Regions from separate parts of the Anas platyrhynchos genome. Here region 1 is linked to region 2. The links are chromatin contacts, called in public Hi-C maps. All regions are on one chromosome and are shown on one strand. The core of a region is the stretch at or near the end of the contact, and the rest is flanking DNA. Distances in the headings are between cores, read along the strand shown. Region 1 overlaps LOC106019881 (a long non-coding RNA gene). Region 2 has its middle 57 kb from the start of LY86.

The links. Hi-C and Micro-C count contacts between places; a contact is called where the count stands out from the background.
Region 1: a contact with region 2 is called in a Hi-C map of liver, with 2.2 times the contacts expected there. The contact joins two enhancer-like sites. A contact is called at or near these places in 2 of 8 Hi-C or Micro-C datasets (liver and skeletal muscle).

The regions. Positions count from the first base shown.
Region 1 is chr2:89,841,021-89,845,929 of IASCAAS_PekinDuck_T2T, forward strand. All of the region lies in intron 4 of LOC106019881 (a long non-coding RNA gene), which reads right to left. Among named protein-coding and RNA genes, the nearest start is that of RREB1, 45 kb to the right of the region's middle. Within about 2 kb of position 2,206, at least 3 of the 8 cell types and tissues checked have an H3K27ac peak or open chromatin away from gene starts, as enhancers often do.
Region 2 is chr2:89,796,894-89,802,437 of IASCAAS_PekinDuck_T2T, forward strand. No RefSeq gene overlaps it. Among named protein-coding and RNA genes, the nearest start is that of LY86, 57 kb to the left of the region's middle. Within about 2 kb of position 3,733, at least 6 of the 8 cell types and tissues checked have an H3K27ac peak or open chromatin away from gene starts, as enhancers often do.

The DNA.
Region 1 (4,909 bases), core at 956-3,455, 43 kb after region 2:
CTAGCATGCATTCTCTTTGAAACATCCCCCGGTGATAGTTATCATAATTATACTTCCTTACTCAGATTAGTTACAAAGCAATTAGACTCTGTCGTCTGTTCTTGCTCTGTGAATAGTTTCTGCTGGGTTGAAGGCACGGGACATGGCACTACACAGCTGTGTCAGCAGCTGGCTACCCCATCCAAAAGCACTTCCAAACAAGGAAGAACTAAAATCAACAAATCCAGAGTCCGCCAGAACTCCCTTCCTTATCCCCAAATTCTTCAGAAAACAAGAAAATGACATTGTCTTATACTTTACTTATGCACGGGGCTGGACTTTCACATTTCCTTTGATGTTGACCCTAACTGAACCAGTTGCAGAATACTAACGAGGCAGTTGAGTGATAATATTCAACTTGGGTACCTGGGACTTAGCTTTCCCATCTACAATGGTGGCAAGCCAGAGAGCAGAAGCAGCCTCCTAGTGCTATAATGCCTCTTAGGTACAGGGGGCATGGGGGAGCTGCATGCTGCCATGCAGGAGTTCGCTGGTAGCGCACCTGTAACTCAGCGCCTGAAGGCAAACGTGGCCTTGCAGGCGAACTGAGATGCCCATGCTCATGCAACATCTAAGTAAACACAAGTATTAGTGATGGCTCCTTTGACAGGCTGGGCCCTTAACTAACGAGCCCCATAGCTTCTGTGTCTCCTCATGGACCTGCCTGCCTGAGGCGGGTTGCCTCCACTTGGCTACTGCATCCTTCTCTTGCCTGACCCCCTCTGTGTCCTCTTCCCCATCTGCCTAACAAGCTGCCATGAAAATAATCTTCCCCTCCTGCTGCTCCGACCTTGTCCCCGGCTGCCCTTGGAGGCAAGGCATGTGCCAGAGGCCGCGGCTACCTTGGCTGGTGACACTTTAACCGCAAGCAGCCAGGCGGGCAGGCCAGAGGTCAGGGTGGTCCCCGGGCATCGCCTCTGCTCCCCGAGTCCAATTCTCCAGCCTGTCCCTGCTCCTGCAGCCGGCCTCCTCGCACTGTTGTAAAACACCATGACTCCCTCCCCATTAATCCTGCCCTGGCCCTGGCCAGCCCGGGCAGGGGGCTTCAGTGGTGCTTTTGGCCTCAGGTGGGCCCCTCGGAGATCTCCAGACCTTGCCAGGTGCCTCCAGGGGTCCACGCGCTAAAAGGTCCAGGCCCACCCTCTCCACAGGGGGCTGAGTACAAACAGATGAAGAACCTGGTGGGAACCCCACAAATTAACGCCCACAGAGTTGCTCAGGACTACACTAATTAGTTCAATAAAATCTTACCGGCTGGGATTTCTATGGAAACCCAGCAGTCCCTGCCCCCACCAGGGGTGACACCATCCAACTGCTTCAGCAAAGGTGCTGGGAAGTTATCAGGGACACTTGGCTCAAAACTGAGCTGTCTTGCAACATTTTTCTGAAGTGCTGTTTGCTTTGGCCTGTGGATTCTATGAGGAAAACAAACAACAACAACCAAAACACAGCAAACACCACAAACAAGTAGATAATTTCTAGGAACAAACTAATGGCTTTAGGGATAAAGCCTGTGAAGAGGAAAAAAATAAAAAGAAAAAAAAAGGCAAATGCAGTGGAAGCTGCTAAACTTCAGAAGTGTCTGGAGCATGCCCAAGGCTTGTATTAAAATTAAAGGGGATGAAAATGGGTCGGATCTTTTCATTTTACATTTGTATTCTACCTGTTCAAGGGGCTCCTTGAAACCTTGTAATGACTGAAAGTGTATTTCATAACTCTGAAAACAGAAGAGAAGTAAAAGCAATCACTTCTTTCTCTGTCTTTTCTGTGAAACAACATCCCTTTAGAAACACACAGCGCCCTATTCAGTACCCAAACTGTGTTATTAAACTACCAGACATACACACAACTCTAAAACCTAGAAATACAGAGCGGGGGGACACTATTTTTTTTAAAGAAGCCATTCCTAACGATGTGGCAAGGAAAAAAAAAAAAAAAAAAAAAAGGCGGAAAGACACATTTTATATTAGGACCAGATGTGGAAAGGGGGAAAAAAATTAAGTTTGTGCCAGCCAGCATCGAGGAGGATTTTTATGCTTCAGCTTCGGAGCTGAGCCTGCAGCACGCCGTACCACATGCTGGTATCAGTCAGTCTAAGGGCTACAGCATATTAGCAGCGTAACGCTCTTGCCAGCAGAGAGCAGGGAGCTGGTAAACTAACAGCAACCTCTTCTCCCTGTCTAGTACTTGCAGCCTTTCGGAAAGTTAGTGAAAGCCTGTTCAAACTCCGCTGCAGTCCAAACTTCAAGCCCATTGAAAAGCTTGCTCTGGCCCCAGTCCAAAGTCCAGTGTTTTATTACCAGTCTCATGTCTTTCTGTCCTTGGTCTTCTATTATCCACTTATTTTCTTAGCTTTTTAGAGAAAAATAATAATAAAGCATCCTTATAGTACAACAACTATCTTAACAAATTCTGGTACATGCCGTGGACCTCGTTAATTGATTCCACATCCAAAGCACAAGACTTTGGGCTATTTTTGTTGTTCAGAGCTGTACATTGGCCAACATCCTCTGCATATAATTAACCCCCTATTTCCATGGAATCTCTGCATTAACTTATTACAGGCTCAGCTGGTAATGAACTCCCAGGAGAAGTCCGCATACAAACACTGGCCATTGGCTTTGCTGCCCACGTGGATTAAACAAAAATTAATCTCATCTATTTGGTTATTCATTTGGTGTCTTTAAATTGGAGGCGTTTTTCTGCTTCGTTTGATGCACACAAAGAAAGAGGGATCTGGCTACTGAACTTTATCCAGAAACATCCATGTGTGGAGCAGATTAATGGGAACTTTTCATACCCATAATAGCTTTACAGCAGCAAAGTAGAACACGCAGTTCTCCCCGGGTGACTATAGTGCTCTGGGAGACAGGGAAAACAAATGTGGCTAGAAGATAGTAATGTTTTGCTCATCAAGCACTGCGTAGTTTAGACATCATTAAAGTGACATGTTTAGAACCAAGCCTGGGAGGAAACTCAGCTACTACGGTGTATGTGTTTTTTTTAATGCTTTTTTTTTTTTTTTTTTTTTTTTTTCTTTAAGACACTCTGAAGCTTTTGGACACTGCAATAAAAAGAAGGATGTGACAGACAGAGATGTCCCAAAGCAGCTGCTGGTATCAAGTGACCATATGTAAAATGGTAAAAGGGAACTGACAGGAGGACTAGCAAGGAAAAGCAGCAGCAGCAGAGCTTACCAATTTTCCCCCTCTACCTGCCTCCCTTCGCAAATTAGTCTTCATAAATTAAGATATCAGATCAGCTATTTTTATACCACTTATAACTTAACATGTAGCGAGCACCTGGCTGGGGCCCAAAAGATGAAGGTCCTTCTCCAGGCTTTGCACTGACCACAGATAAGTCACTGTACTGTTCCGTGCCTCAGTTTCCCCATTGGTAAAGCTGGAATAACAATAACTGCATCCCTTGGAAAATGCTCTGAGAAGTACCAGGGAAAAGACTGTAGGAGAGTAACTCTAAGTGAACTCATTTCTCCCCTGCTTCCTTAGCATCTCATCAAACCTCTCCTCAAAAAAGGGGTGGCTCTTGGGCTTTCGGGTTGAATATACCATAAATGGTGATTGGGTGGGTGGCACTTCATCCACCAGCTTGCATGTCATTGTCTGTGCTGTTCTTACACCTCCAGAGGACACAGCACAGAGATCCTCCTGCAGTTTTTGACGGTACATTTCCTTATATTGTATGGACATCTCTCTGGTCCATCAGACTTGCATTGAGGTTTCCTGAACAGATGTCATGGGGCCTCCTGGTCTTCTCTCTGCCACAGCCACAGAAGCTGCTTCTTGGCATAATTTACTTCCACACATTAAAACATGAAGCAAATCCAGCTATCCTGAAGAGCTTCCTCAACTTGAGCCTTCCAAATACTTGGTCTACCTTTAGTGGACGGTACTAGGCACATTTCTCACTGGAAGTCCTGGCATAGCAGACCTGCCATTCCTCTAAACATCCCCTCCCCACTTGTTGGGAAAAACTCATTACTTCGAAAGGTATTTACACAAACTTTCAGTTGGCAGAGGGGGTCCACGTGCTGTTAAATCCCATAGTCCAGTTTAAGTCCTCTCCTTGTACGACATTCCTGTTGTTGTAGGGCTTTCTGGAAGAGGAGCAGAACTGGAAATACGCTTTGGGGATTCTCCTGGTACAGAGGAGCGCTGCTATTCTTGCAAGTCAAGGATGTAACCCATCAGAGACCAGGACCTTGAGCTGACCTCGGAGGTGGCCTGAGCAACCTGAAGGACCATAAGCAGAGTGGAGTGAAGGGGGCTATGCATACACCTGCTGCCCTACAACCTGGCTAAGACAGGACACCCAGTCCCAACCCCACTGCCTTTACACTTGCAAACAGGGGTAACAAGGACAAAAAGGCTGCAGCTCTGCCTTATTCAGGGTGAGCTTTCCAGACTCACGTGGCAGCACGGGGACTCGCTCAGGTGGTTAAAGGCTGGGGCAGCGATTCCCAGCTGGTCGGCACCCGAGCCAGCTGGATTACAGCCTACGTGCCTCAAAGCCTCCCACCGCCGTGCAGACGTCGCCCTTGACAAGCAGGGGCAGATGGGTTTGGGGAACAGCGAGTGCAGTGGCCCAGCTCATTCTCTGAGGCATCCCTCTCTGCCTGCCCCCCACCTTCCTCAACAGCATCTCCTGTGTGTAGTGGGGCCGGGGGAACAGCTGGTTGTTCCTCAGCAGCTGCTCCTCCTGGCCACCTCCATGCCCCACTGGTGCTGCTGGTTACGTAGGAGAACAAGCAGCCAGGGTTTTGCTGGGGTATGTCGAGAAGCAAGAACAGCCGTCATGCCACCTCCGTGGTTGCGGGAAGCCGCAGCAGGTCTCTGCAGGCCTGCATGGG
Region 2 (5,544 bases), core at 2,483-4,982:
ACCTGCCTGGACCACTGCTTGTGCCACGGGCTCCAAGGCCGGTCTGGCAAAGGTGGCCAAGAGCAGTGTCCACAGGTGGACACCCAGTAACACTGACACTGCGTAATCGCTTCCCTCAGGTTATCCTATTTATCTGAGGAAAGACAAAATCAAAATATTTCAAGGAATTTGAAAGCCTTTCTCCCTTATCTAAATGAGGGGAAGGCATAATGCAACGGGCAAAGGGCAGTGCACCAGCTCTGGAAAACCTCCAGAAATTATCTCGCTTTCAGCTTCCCATCTCAGGGTTCAAACTCCCCGAGGAAGCCAGGTGGACTATACCGGGTAATACATACCCCATATGTTAGGATACACCTAGTAAAAGAGGGACAACTTAAAAGAAGCACCATGTGCCGTCCCCCAGGTATGTGGTGTCGAGTACCGCCAGCTGCTGAGGAGGCCATGGGACGTGAGGGATGTGGTGTTCCAGGGCTGCATGGCAATGAAGACCTCAGGTCAGGCATCAGAAACAAATTTTAGAAACACTGGGGCACCTGAATAATGAAACTGGCCTCCAAGGAAGGTCCCTGAGGGACAGGAACCACGAGGGTTCACAGAGAAGGATTTTGACCATCGGGATGCATGAAGAAAATTTCCGGGCTGCAAGAGAAGACCCAGGGCATTGTTTTCCATTTTCTTGCTCTCATTTTGACTGCCCTTCTTGAGTATGCCAACACCACTCCCTCCTCTTATTCTTTTTCTTTGTTTACTTAACTTTTTCTCCTCGTAGCAACTGCATAAAGATGAAGCCATCTGATATTTCCAAGTAACCAAGACCATTATTCACTGAAGGCACTGGCCTGGATCCTAATTACTGCTGGTCTCAACACAAGAGTAGCACACAGCTGTAAATACCTCTGTACAGTATTCCTCTTGTGTCAGGCTGACCCTAATTCTTACAAGGCCCCTGGGGTAACAAATAAAACTTCGACACCGCGCTACCAGAGAAAATTGGTGTGCTAGGTACATTTTGGAAGGAAAAACAACAGCAAGAGAGGAGACAGGGTGGAAATACAGTTTTGTACCCTCTTCCAAGGCATGCAGAGGGGAAGCAGGTGAAAGGAGTCAGAAGTCACTAGTATCTGCAGGCCACATGACGGGATGGAAACCTTACAGCTCAGTGACATGAGGACAATGAGGACTTTCCGGATCATGTCCCAGTGCCCTGCGAATGTTTGTTGAAGAGGCTGGACCATTCCCTTCCCACATCACCCTTCCAAGCATTTGCTCCAGGCATGCTGTTCTTCTGGCATTACATGATTTCTTCACCTTATTTCCCTCTATTCACACAAAGAGCCTGTGTTTCATACGGACCTTTGTTTGAGGCTGAAGAGCAAAAGAATTGCCAGGTAACAGCACTTCACTACGCAGGTGATGGGGTCAGTGTAAAGCCCTGCTAAGGAGGAGGGGAGTGCTGTGCTTTTCTTCTCTCCTTGCCAGAGGTACAGAAAGGAGAAAAGGACAGGGTAGCAAAGCATGTGACAAAACACCAAGTGTGGTGCTTTTGTTTTTAATATCCAGAGCAATGCAAGCATAGTGTAAGATCCTGACTATTTCACAATGATAAAGACAGTCACTAAAATATCCTTTTTACTTCTTTTCAAAACACAATTCCCATCAGACATGCTGGGAAAAGAGTTCAGTTTGTCACCAGGTCCCCAGAGGGTTAGGCACTTGTAACACTCCCTCGTCTTTTATTGTCCTTATTCTTCAAACCCTGCCCATCGCCTGGGTGATTTTACACTGCCCTTCTGCTCTCCTCCCCATCCATCACAGGGTATTTCCCTTTCCCTCTTGCTTCTTCCTCTTCTCCGGTCTGCTCTTGCATTCCAGCTCCCCCCGCTCACCCCCAAAGTTTGTTGGGAGAGCAGCATTCCTCCCGTGCCTTCGGTCCCTCAGCCCACGTGGCCGCCTGCGTCCGGCCAGCAGCTCCCACCCTGGCAGCAGGGCTGCAGGAGCCTAAACCTGCTGCTTCTGGCAGCTGGGCCAATTTAGCTGAGCAGAAGAGCCGAAACTTTGGCAAGAGGTTTCAGCCTAACAAGGGGAGGTGAAGAAGGCACAGTGCAAAAGTCCACTGCTGCATACCAGGAGGTAGAAATCAGTACAGCTGGTACCGTGTGCTCAGCTCTCAGCCAAAGTCCCTTCTCTCAAGGTTGTGCTGGCAGACTGCAAAAACAACGACTGAAAGCTCAGCATGGGAGTGAGCAAAGGGGAACTTGCCCCAGAAGAAAGAATTTGCGAGGAGGAAAGCTTAGCATATTTTGTTTAGAAGTCGAGCCCTTGGCAGGAACTTGTGAAGAGGAAGAATGTTGATCCAATATACACCTAATGTTCTTTAATGCATGTGTGTATTTCTCTCCCAGCACAAAAGTGCTCGCTTCAAGACTCGGTTCTTAATGAGTGGCAGTGTGGAAAGACACCCTCATCTGCTTCAAGACGGACTATATGCTGTGAATTAAGACATATTGCAAGAAGATTTTTACCAGGAACAAATATTTCCCACTACTCTGGGTGGCTGCTATGCCACACTGAATTCTCCCTGGCACACTAGAGCAGATAAATATTCCCGAGAATAAGGCTTGTGAGCCCCGGGTCCTCATTTCTTCTTGGCACGAGGGCGTCCCAATCCTGGGTAGGACTGCGTGTGCACGACTGGCTTCTCGTGTGCTGGCCAGAGCAAAGAGCTACAGGGTCATATAAATAATAGTTATTAGAAAGTGACGGGCAGCCAACACAGTGAAACCTGCATCCAGGACTGCAGACACATCCCCCGTGCTAACTAGCTGCCTCTTAAGATGGCTCAAGATTTCCACGGCCATGCCGTTTGATCTCTCGTTCAAGTGCCACGTCTACGGGGCAAACACATTCCCTCCGTTCCCGGATGCCAAGTTTCACTCCAGCATGTCCAAACCACTGCCCGGCGCTGCAGCACTCTTTTCCAAGGGAACTCTTTCCTCCTCCCTCCTTTCCTCCCTTCCTCCCTCCCTCCTGCAGGTCCTGCTGGTGGCAGCTCGAGGCTGTCTAACGCCACCCTCCCTGCTTGATAACAGCAAGAACCAGGATTTCCTGGTATGCCAGAAGCGCGTTTGCCACTCCTGCCTGTGTGAAAGGGGTGGGACAGGAGGTGAAGCAGCCACCGGGTGTTAGGCTCTGGGTCGTGTCTGTGCACCTTGACATCCTGCCAGGCTATAATAGGAGAGACCTGCAGGGAGCAACGTGTGTCAAAGTTGGTAATTTTCCTTCCTGCCTTCGCTCCTCGAAACCGCCTGGACTGGATAAGCGCCCGCCCTGTTCCTTCTTTGGACAGCCAACGAAGCATGCACACCGCACACGCGGCTGCCAGCTCTGCTGGAAAATGTACAGACCAAAAGATCACCTGTGACTGCACAGCCTTGGCGTGAGCCCTTCTGCACGTCTGCAGCTTGACGCTGCTGCTGCGGCTTTTTTTGCTCGCTGTGCACGCAGCCGGAGGCGCCTCTGGGAACGCTCCCTGCAGCAGGGCGGGTGGCCCCAGTGCTTGCAGCAGCCTGATCCTCCCTGCACTTCTAAGCCCAACTGTGCTAGTAGTGCCTCCTCTCCCCTTCCCTCCCCCAGCGATTTCCAGCTTCCCCAGCCCGACACGGTGTCAGTCCGCAGCTGCAAAGGGCATCCCCGGATCATTTGCAGCTGGATCCGAGCCAGATGCGGCAAAGGCTGGAAAGCTCACTTGTGCTCACAGCGAGACCACAGGTGGCTGCGGCTTGCGCCTACCTACTCCTGCCCCTGTGCCACGCCAGCGTCTCAGCCCAGACGCAGCCTTGCACGTGGGGAGCCGGGCTTGGAGAGCTAACTTGTGCCGTTTTCTGTGTGGCCCCCCAAGCAGAATTACCAAAAATTGCACAAAAGAGCCCCAGTCTCTTCAGGTTTGCGGAGGAGGATGCAAAGCACCCAGGTTAATTGACTCTTTGTCCTCCTTGGACAAAATTCAGGTGCCACGTCATCTAAGGCTGTCCCACCCCTAGCTGGGGCCAAGCTGGCTCAAGTTTTCATGCAAAGAAAACTGATAAGCTTGCCTGGCTGGCAATCGTTGAGCTCCCAGAGTTGCCAGAGCAGATCTGCTTTGCCCGTCCTCCTGCCTCCCCCAGCCCTACATGCTGCCGTCTCCTCTCCAGCTACTCACAGATGCGTGTGGCCAATTTTCCACTTCCTAAGCCCCTACACAAACGTAGGTTTTATTCAGTTTATTCACCTGACTTTTAATTCCAGGGAAAATGGGGCACATCGGTGGCGTCAGCACGTTCCTGGTTTCAGGTTTTCTGCTCGCAGAGGTGCTCACCACTGGGCTGGTTTGAGAGCTGGGAGCCGGGTGCCTGGTGGTCCCCTGGCAGCAGCAGGGAGGACCACGTACTTGCTACCAACTAATTCAGCCAATTTATTTTAAAACGCTGTATCAAGACGGGCACAGCGTGAACAGAGAAGTGCAAACCCGCAGAGATCAAGAAGGCACTCCAAGCTGGGCATTACTTTATTCTTCTGTCTGCCTCTGTTGTCTGTGTGGGTGATTCAGAAAACCCTGTTTAATAAGACTCAGCTCCTGCCATCTGTTAAGTGAGGCGCTATAGGGACTGGGTATTGTAATGCATTGCACAACAGAATTGCCTGTGATTTAGTGTACTTTGTGCAACATGTCCCGTTGCCATCGCTCACAGGGATCAGGGTGAGGCTTGAAGGATCCTTTTCTCTTTGGGGCGTAGTGACTCACTGCGGTGGATGAGTGGGCCACGTCGACCCTTCGCATCCCCCCAGCTCTGAGTCAGAGGCTCTGATTACAGGGACATGTTTAGGATTACAGACAAGCACTTGCCCAGAAACCTCCTTCTCTCCTTGGTCTGCCAGCATCGCTGCTAGCGGAGCTCTTGTGCTCTCTCAGATGAAGCGGAAAGGATGGAAATTCAGGCACCCTCCGGATGGCCTGCAACCGTACACCCAGATGTCAGATCAAAGGTACCAATCGATCAGCTGGGCCGGTGACACCCAGGCACATAGTGACGGGATGACATAATCACATCCTTTCTCACGCCAGGAAATCTTCATAGTAAAACACAAATATGTACCGGCAGTTCATGTAGGTGGGTGTTTTGCAAGATGTCTGGCTGTGCGGCAGGGGCTCCCGGTGGCAGGGAGCAGGGGCATCATTTTACAAACCTTTGGAGACAATGTGCTTTGCACTTTTTGAGGCAGTCGTGTGTCTGGCTGTTGTGGTGAGACGGCAGCCTTATTTCTTGAGAGCATCACTCCTGCCCTTTTCCACCTGCTGCATCAGAGGCCACATCTGGCAGCGCAAGAAGAGCCTGAGTGACGGGCTGGCACAGGACCTCCCAGACCCTCATGGCTGAACTCTTCCTGGTGCTGGAAATTAGGGGTGGTGGGAACAGAGCTGGCTGAGCCTCTGCCCCTGGCAAGGTGTTTTCGCTCACCTCCTCAAAATGTGTGGGACAAAATCCCCGGCTAACTGGTCCCTGCCAT